Regions from separate parts of the Oncorhynchus mykiss genome. Here region 1 is linked to region 2. A link is a contact called in public Hi-C data. All regions are on one chromosome and are shown on one strand. Each heading gives the region's core, a stretch centred on a gene start, on an enhancer-like site or on the middle of the called end of the contact. The rest is flanking DNA. Distances are from core to core; before and after follow the strand shown. Region 1 overlaps LOC110531165 (nuclear receptor coactivator 3). Region 2 holds the start of LOC110531165 (nuclear receptor coactivator 3).

The links. Hi-C and Micro-C count contacts between places; a contact is called where the count stands out from the background.
Region 1: a Hi-C map of blood shows a contact between it and region 2, with 7 times the contacts expected there. The contact joins the enhancer-like site here to the promoter of LOC110531165 in region 2. A contact is called at or near these places in 2 of 3 Hi-C or Micro-C datasets (blood and liver).

What each region holds. Positions count from the first base shown.
Region 1 is chr9:39,218,798-39,222,666 of USDA_OmykA_1.1, forward strand. It overlaps LOC110531165 (nuclear receptor coactivator 3), which reads left to right. Exons shown (of 23, transcript XM_036987940.1): 6 at 3,393-3,493; 7 at 3,600-3,774. Among protein-coding and RNA genes, the nearest start is that of LOC110532020, 19 kb to the right of the region's middle. Within about 2 kb of position 1,599, at least 6 of the 11 cell types and tissues checked have an H3K27ac peak or open chromatin away from gene starts, as enhancers often do.
Region 2 is chr9:39,109,569-39,113,106 of USDA_OmykA_1.1, forward strand. LOC110531165 (nuclear receptor coactivator 3) reads left to right here and starts at 1,787. Exons shown (of 23, transcript XM_036987940.1): 1 at 1,787-1,925.

The DNA.
Region 1 (3,869 bases), core at 349-2,848, 110 kb after region 2:
TTTCGACTGTAGGACGTTATATAGACAGGTGTGTGCCTTTCCAAATCATGTCCAATCAATTGAATTTGCCACAGGTGGACTCTAATCAAGTTGTAGGAAATCTCAAGGATGATCAATGGAAACAGGATACACCTGAGCTCTGAATACTTACTTAAACAAGGTATTTCAGATTTGTTTGTGCAAAAATGAATAAAAATGTGTTTTTGCTTTGTCGTTATGGGTTATTGTGTATAGATTGATGATGAAAATGTGTTATTTAATCAATTTTAGAATAAAGCTGTAACTTAACAAAATGTGGAAAAAGGGAATGGATCTGAATACTCCCCGAATGCGCTGTATATTTGGCCTGGCGAAGTGGTTTTCTGCGATGATTGAATGGAAGCTGATAATTATGTTTTTTACTCGGCTGGTCTCAAGTCAATACCGAGTACCGAGACACTCATGTGTGAGACTGGTCTCGAGTACTACAACACTGACTTTTATTGTACTTTTGAGCGCGTTTCATTCCCCCATTAGATTGGCACTGGCTGGGGTACCAGCATGGAGTAGCAGGCTGAAGTTGGTCCAAGCAGACACTGATCTGAGGTCAGTTTAGTGTCCTAGATCTATCAGAGCCTAATGGAGTGGGTGGGAGGTGGCATGAACTGAGACAGAGACTGAGGCTGGGGGAGGTGACAGTTGGTCTCTGCCACCTCGACAGAAAGGGGAAGAGGGTACAGCTGGCGGTGACTTGCTGGAGACTGGTTGCCATAGTTACCGGAAGTGAATAATGAAGTGGCATTGGGTTTCACTTTTTACCCCTCTGTCTGTTTCTTTCTTTCTCTCTATTTGTCCTCTTTCTCTTTCTTCCTTTCCCTCTTACACTCTTTCTCTCTCTGTCTCTTACTTTCTCTCAATCGCTTTATCTTTCTGTCTACCTCTACCCTTGTCTTTCCTCTCTCCGACGTTATCCTGCACTAGTTCACTCGCTCCTCCTCCCTCCTCCTTCCAGCTTGCCATTTTGGCCTCCTCTGTATTTCAGTCCAATAAAGTGTAGCATCCTCAGGTTGCTCCTAGCATCTTAAGATATTGAGGAAACCACTGGAGCGTATCCTCCTCTCTCTCCCTCCCTCCCTCTGCCCTACCCCTCTTCCCTGTCTACCCCCCCCTCTCCCTTGCTCTACCTTTCTGTCTCTATCTCTCCCCCACCTCCCCCTCACTCTGCCACCCCCCTCTTCTCTCTCTCTGTCTCTCTACCTTCAGAGCGGAGCTGGCGGCAGGCAGGCAGCAGTGGCTGTGTTTCTTTGTGTTGGCTCTCTCTCCCCCCTGGGACCTAATCAGATGGAATGATTCCTGTAGCCCAGCTCCAGACAGCCTCAGCATTAATACTGCTGCTGCCTGGTGCCTGCCTGGGTCTCTGCATGCATGCCATTCAGCGAGTCCCTCTAGAGTCTCCCGCTGAATATAAAGCATGGAGGCGGGAAGGAAGGAAGGATTTTACCTAGTGCACAGCGTACACTACACTACACTGCTCTGGTCTACACCCAGCCATGGCCTGGTCTCAGCCCCATCGCTCCTTAGAGAAGCCTGCATATGGATGTTGCTCCCCTTACCTGGTGCTTTGTGCGGAGGGGAAAATGAGAAACGCTGACCCCTGGTGGTTGTTGGAGCTCTAATAAGTGGATTTGAATGTTGAGTGACACAGATCTGTGTTTAGTGTTTACGCCTTTCACAGCGCTGCTCTTCACACTTGAAATGTTTTCTTATTCGCACACACACTTATACAGAAGATGTTTGTTACTTTGTACTTGATTGTAAACTGAGGTACACTACCGTTCAAAAGTTTTGGGTCACTTAGAAATGTCCTTGTTTTTGAAAGAAAAGCACATTTTTCGTCCATTAAATTAACATCAAATTGATCAGAAATACAGTGTAGACATTGTTAATGTTTTAAATTGTAGCTGGAAACTAGATTTTTTATGAAATATCTACATTTGCGTACAGGCCCATTATCAGCAACCGTCACTCCTGTGGCACGTTTTGTTAGCTAATCCAAGTTTATCCTTTTAAAAGGCTAATTGATCATTAGAAAACCCTTTTGCAATTATGTCAGCACAGCTGAAAACTGTTGTGCTGATTACAGAAGCAATAAAACTGGCCTTATTTAGACTAGTTGATGATCTGGAGCATCAGCATTTGTGGGTTCAATTACAGGCTCAAAATGGCTAGAAACAAATAACTTTCTTCTGAAACTCAGTCTATTCTTGTTCTGAGAAATGAAGGCTATTCCATGCGAGAAATTGCCAGGAAACTGAAGATCTCGTACAACGCTGTGTACTACTCCCTTCACAGAACAGCGCAAACTAGCTCTAACCAGAATCGAAAGAGGAGTGGGAGGCCCCGGTGCACAACTGAGCAAGAGGACAACTACATTAGAATGTCTAGTTTGAGAAACAGATGCCTCACAAGTCCTCAACTGGCAGCTTCATTAAATAGTACCCGTAAAACACCAGTCTCAACGTCAACTGTAAAGAGGAGACTCCGGGATGCTCCGGGAGTTGCAAAGAAAAAGCCATATCTCAGACTGGCCAATAAAAATAAAAGATTAAGATAGGAAAAAGAACACAGACACTGGACAGAGGAAGATTGGGAAAAAAGTGTTATGGACAGACAAATCTAAGTTTGAGGTATTCGGATCACAAAGAAGAACATTCGTGAGATGCAGAAAAAATGAAAAGATGCTGGAGGAGTGCTTGGTGGAGGCAATGTGATGGTCTGGGGGGGGGGGTGCTCTGGTGGTGGTAAAGTGGGAGACTTGTACAGGGTAAAAGGGATCTTGAAGAAGGAAGGCTTTCACTCCATTTTGCCCCATGCCATACCAACACCACACCAACACCATGCCATACCCTGTGGACGGCGCTTAATTGGAGCCAATTTCCTCCTACAACAGGACAACCCAAAGCACAGCACCCCCAACTATGCAATAACTATTTAGGGAAGAAGCAGTCAGCTGGTATTCTGTCTATAATGGAGTGGCCAGCACAGTCACCGGATCTCAACCCTATTGAGCTGATGTGGGAGCAGCTTGACCGTATGGTAGTGTGCCCACCAAGCAAATCCAACTTGTGGGAGGTGCTTCAGGAAGCATGAGTTTACCTCAACAATGTAGAATGCCAAAGGTCTGCAAGGCTGTAATTGCTGCAAATGGTGGATTCTTTGACGAAAGCAAAGTTTGAAGGACACAATTATTACTTCAATTAAAAATCATTATTTATAACCTTGTCAACGTCTTGACTATATTTCCTATTCATTTTGCAACTCATTTCTTTCATTTTCATGGAAAATGTCTAAGTGACCCCAAACGTTTAAACGGTAGTGTATATCTGACTGAACGCTCTCCTTCCTTCGTCCAGGCAAAGCGTCCTCCAACGATGACGATGTTCAGAAGTCAGATGTGTCCTCCACGGGACAGGGGGTCATCGACAAGGACCACCTGGGGCCGCTCCTGCTGCAGGTGAGGTCAAAGGTCACGACTCTCCTCTTTGATTGGCTGTCTGTACCGTCTGGCCTCTTATTGGCCTGTTGTACTGACTCTTCATGTGTTCACCCTCTGTCCTCAGGCCCTGGATGGCTTTTTATTTGTGGTGAACCGGGAGGGCAGCATTGTGTTTGTCTCTGACAACGTGACCCAGTACCTGCAGTACAAACAGGAGGAGCTCATCAACACCTCCGCCTACAACATCCTCCATGAGGACGACAGGGAGGAGTTCCACAAGAACCTGCCCAAGACCAACGGTACGACACGCACGCACACACTCACGCATGCACACACACACACATGCGAACATGCGCACACACACAGGCCCACTCTCTTTGCATGTCTCTCAACA
Region 2 (3,538 bases), core at 537-3,036:
CCTCTCACACTCACTCAATCAACAAAACAAGTCTTACTGGAAAATTACAGTTGGCCCAGAACAGAGCAGCACGGCTGGCCCTTAAATCAACACGGAGGGCCAATATTAATAACATGCATGTCAATCTCTCCTGGCTCAAAGTAGAGGAGAGATTGACTGCATCACTAGTTTGCCTTTGTGGGAGGTATTCACGTGTTGAAAGCACCAAACTGTCTGTTCAAATAGCTAACACACAGCTCAGACACGCATACATACCCCACAACACATGCCACCAGGGTTCTCTTCAAAGTCCCCAAGTACAAAACAGACTCTAGGAAATGTGCAGTACTACAGAGAGCCATGTCTACATGGAACTCTCTTCCACATCAAGTAACTCAAGCGAGCAGTGAAATCAGATTGTACATTGTAATGTTGTGGTATTGTGGATTTTATATTGTACATGTGTATTAATAGATTAATAATATAATTACGTCTTGTATGATGCGTTGTTTTACGTAGGATGTAGGCTGTTTCATTTGATTTATTGTGATGTAATTGTTTTATCGCTGTTTGAACGCTAGGAAGAGTACTTGGCAGTAGCTAATGGGGATCCTAGTAAATACAATATACTAAATACTCAATTATAGCAATACATCTGTGTCCCTCTTCACCCATCTTCCAGCCTTTCTGCCACTCCATATCTGTTTTTACACTCTCTCCTCCTTCTCTCTACCTGATTCTCACTTTCTTCCTATCGCTCTCCCTCCCTCAATCTCTACCCCTCCCTGGCACAGCTGAAACCCTACTCTCTGCTCTGCCTGTGTGTGTGCCTACTCCCCTGCCTGCCTGGTATCACCATGGTGACGGGTTGGTGCTATCCTACCCTGTCTCTTCTTGGCAGGGGTACAGGTTCTGGGCCGACTGTGCAGATTGTGCCCCAGTCCCCAGGCCACCATGCAGGCTCTGACGCCACCGGTCCACACTGACCCTGCCAGCTTCCCCATATTGAGTCCACATATGGGCCTCATCTATAAGACATACAGGCCTGGAGGTCCCACTGTTCTACAGATACAAAATGAAACCACGCAGCCCTTTCCAGGTCCAGAAAATATTAGTACAGCTAGCAATTCAGAGTTAGCTCTCACTAAGGCGTAAAGACTGCCAGACTAAATCAAAGCATCATGTTATTTAATAGCAGTTCAATCAAACTCAAAATCACGGTTAAAGTGGTTTGATTGAATATGGCACCTCGCAAAGTATTACCACTCATAACAAATAGAGAGATACGTGATCATGTGCAAACGCAAGCAAGGTTTGAAATGATTATGTTTTAGTGAAATATTATATAATGTTTGAGTTTCTTGCAGTCAATTTGAAGTCTACAAATTATTAGCAATTATGTTCCTGGCCCCCTCACCATCCGCTCATGAAAAAATCGGTCCAGCGGCTGAATTTAGTTGATGATCCCTGCTGTAAATGTTATAAGTTTTACTTAGACATTATGACCAATCCACACCCCTTCTGCAAATCGTCATGACCATGTTAGAGCAGATGATAGCAGAACAGCCTATTAGGTAATACAGGCATTTGCACACAACAAGTCACTGTTTGCTTTTCAAGTGCTCCTCATGTTAACTAAAAATAAACACCATGGCATTTTTCTGCTCTAATATCGTCGCTGTCAGCCGTCTACACCAGAACTCGAGATCTCCTCTTGGGGGCATACGTAGTTGTAGTCCGTATCCGGGAGGTCTGCCCTAGCGAAAAGAACAGTGTTCGACGGGGAATAAAACTACTCTACCCAGAAACCCCAACGCTCAGCCACAAGCTGGCTTCTTGGGCTTCGGGAGTGTTTCCCATTTAAACAAACACAGCGCTGAAGATGGCGGAGAGTTAATAGCGAAACGAAGAAGATATCGGTGCGCTCACAGAGATACATCGATTTGGTGAGTTTACGACGTTTTCCCCTTTACACGTTCCTTCTATACCAAGCTCGGTTTTGCGCACGAATGGCATTGTCCGTCGTTCGGTTGGACGGACTTTGTTGTCCACTAATGTGTAGTAGGACTCTATACACTCTTCATAACACAATACAGGTTGGTGCGCCGCACACACGGGCACTGTGCATATTCCCGTTTATTTTGACAGCAAATGAAAAGTATAACTCCAGGTCCAAGCCAAGGTCATGGATTTTGGTTTGGGTATAGCGCGCTGAACCCTATGGTCTCTGGCATAGTGGCTTTGAACCTATTAATGGTCATAGCCGAGGAATTGAAAATAAAGTGCCCTTTAGTTTGGAACTTGAAGGGACACATTTTCTAACTTACTAAGAGGACAAGGTTGAGAGAGAAAAAAAGTGCTGTTTATGTTCTGGCACACTTGGCGCGGACGACACGACATAAATGACAGTATTTTCTGACTCGTAAACTAGCCTAGGACATGTTGCTTTCATTCGGTAAGTTCATGTCGCCCGGCGGCGCAGGGGTAAAGTCTAACCAAGTCAAATGTAAATGCGCTCTATCTCTCTCCCTCTCTCTCTCTCTCTCTCTCTCTCTAGTTCTCTCACTCACACACCTCTAGTCAAGGTTTACTTCACCGAAGGAGATTTAACTTTACAGCGAAGCCTTGCTGTGTGTTGCTCCATTATTACATTGTTATTGCTGCTCGAGTTTGTTACATGGTGTCAGTGTATGTCGGTACGTCGCAGCCTACGTGTGATACCCATCCTACTATTGATACACTGTAGCCAGCTGCAAATGTTGCTCGTCTATGTTCAAGTTAGATACAGGGCCACCCAATCAGATTGAATTTGTTGTGCTCTTTAATTGTCATTGTTCCAAACAGGGAAGGATTTGTCTTTTTACCTGAACATGCAAACATCATCAGATAGAATTTCTAGCAAGTGGTGCACTGGGTTCGTCAGATTTGATGAAACGGAACTGGGATGAATTCTCTTACAGGTTGGCGTTGCCCAAAAATATTGAACTGAAAGCGACACCCCCAATAAGCCACGAATATGACTGCACTGAGGCGTATGTCACAGTGCTTCTATGGCGTTATGCACCGTGTCACGGACTGTTTCATTTGTTCATTTAGCAAACAAGACAGCTCTTAATCCAGTTCCGTTGTCACAGCCATCACACAGAGTTATGGCCTATTTTAGCTTTAAAAAAAGGCAACATTTTGGTAAAATGTGTAGAATAGCACGAGTTTCCATATAAAACGGCAAATTATCCCCCGCCCCCCACTGGTTCCTTGCACAATGTTTGAAGAATCAACGGAATGATTTGAATAAAAAATAAACAATGTCGCTAGTCTGTGTGTGTTGTCAAATGTTGACTAAGGGAGTACATTCTAGTGAATTTAATGTTTAATGTTTATTGTTGCTCCGTCATTTAGTCCATGAAGCCCATCGCTGTTGGAGAAGGGGCGACGGGGAAGGGTTGTGATAGGTCATAACTCTGTACATGGATACTTTTAGGAGGTGTACACTGTGCAGAGATGTGATTCTGGTTCACATGATAAGGGTCCGAACGCCAATAAGGGACAGACGTGCGGC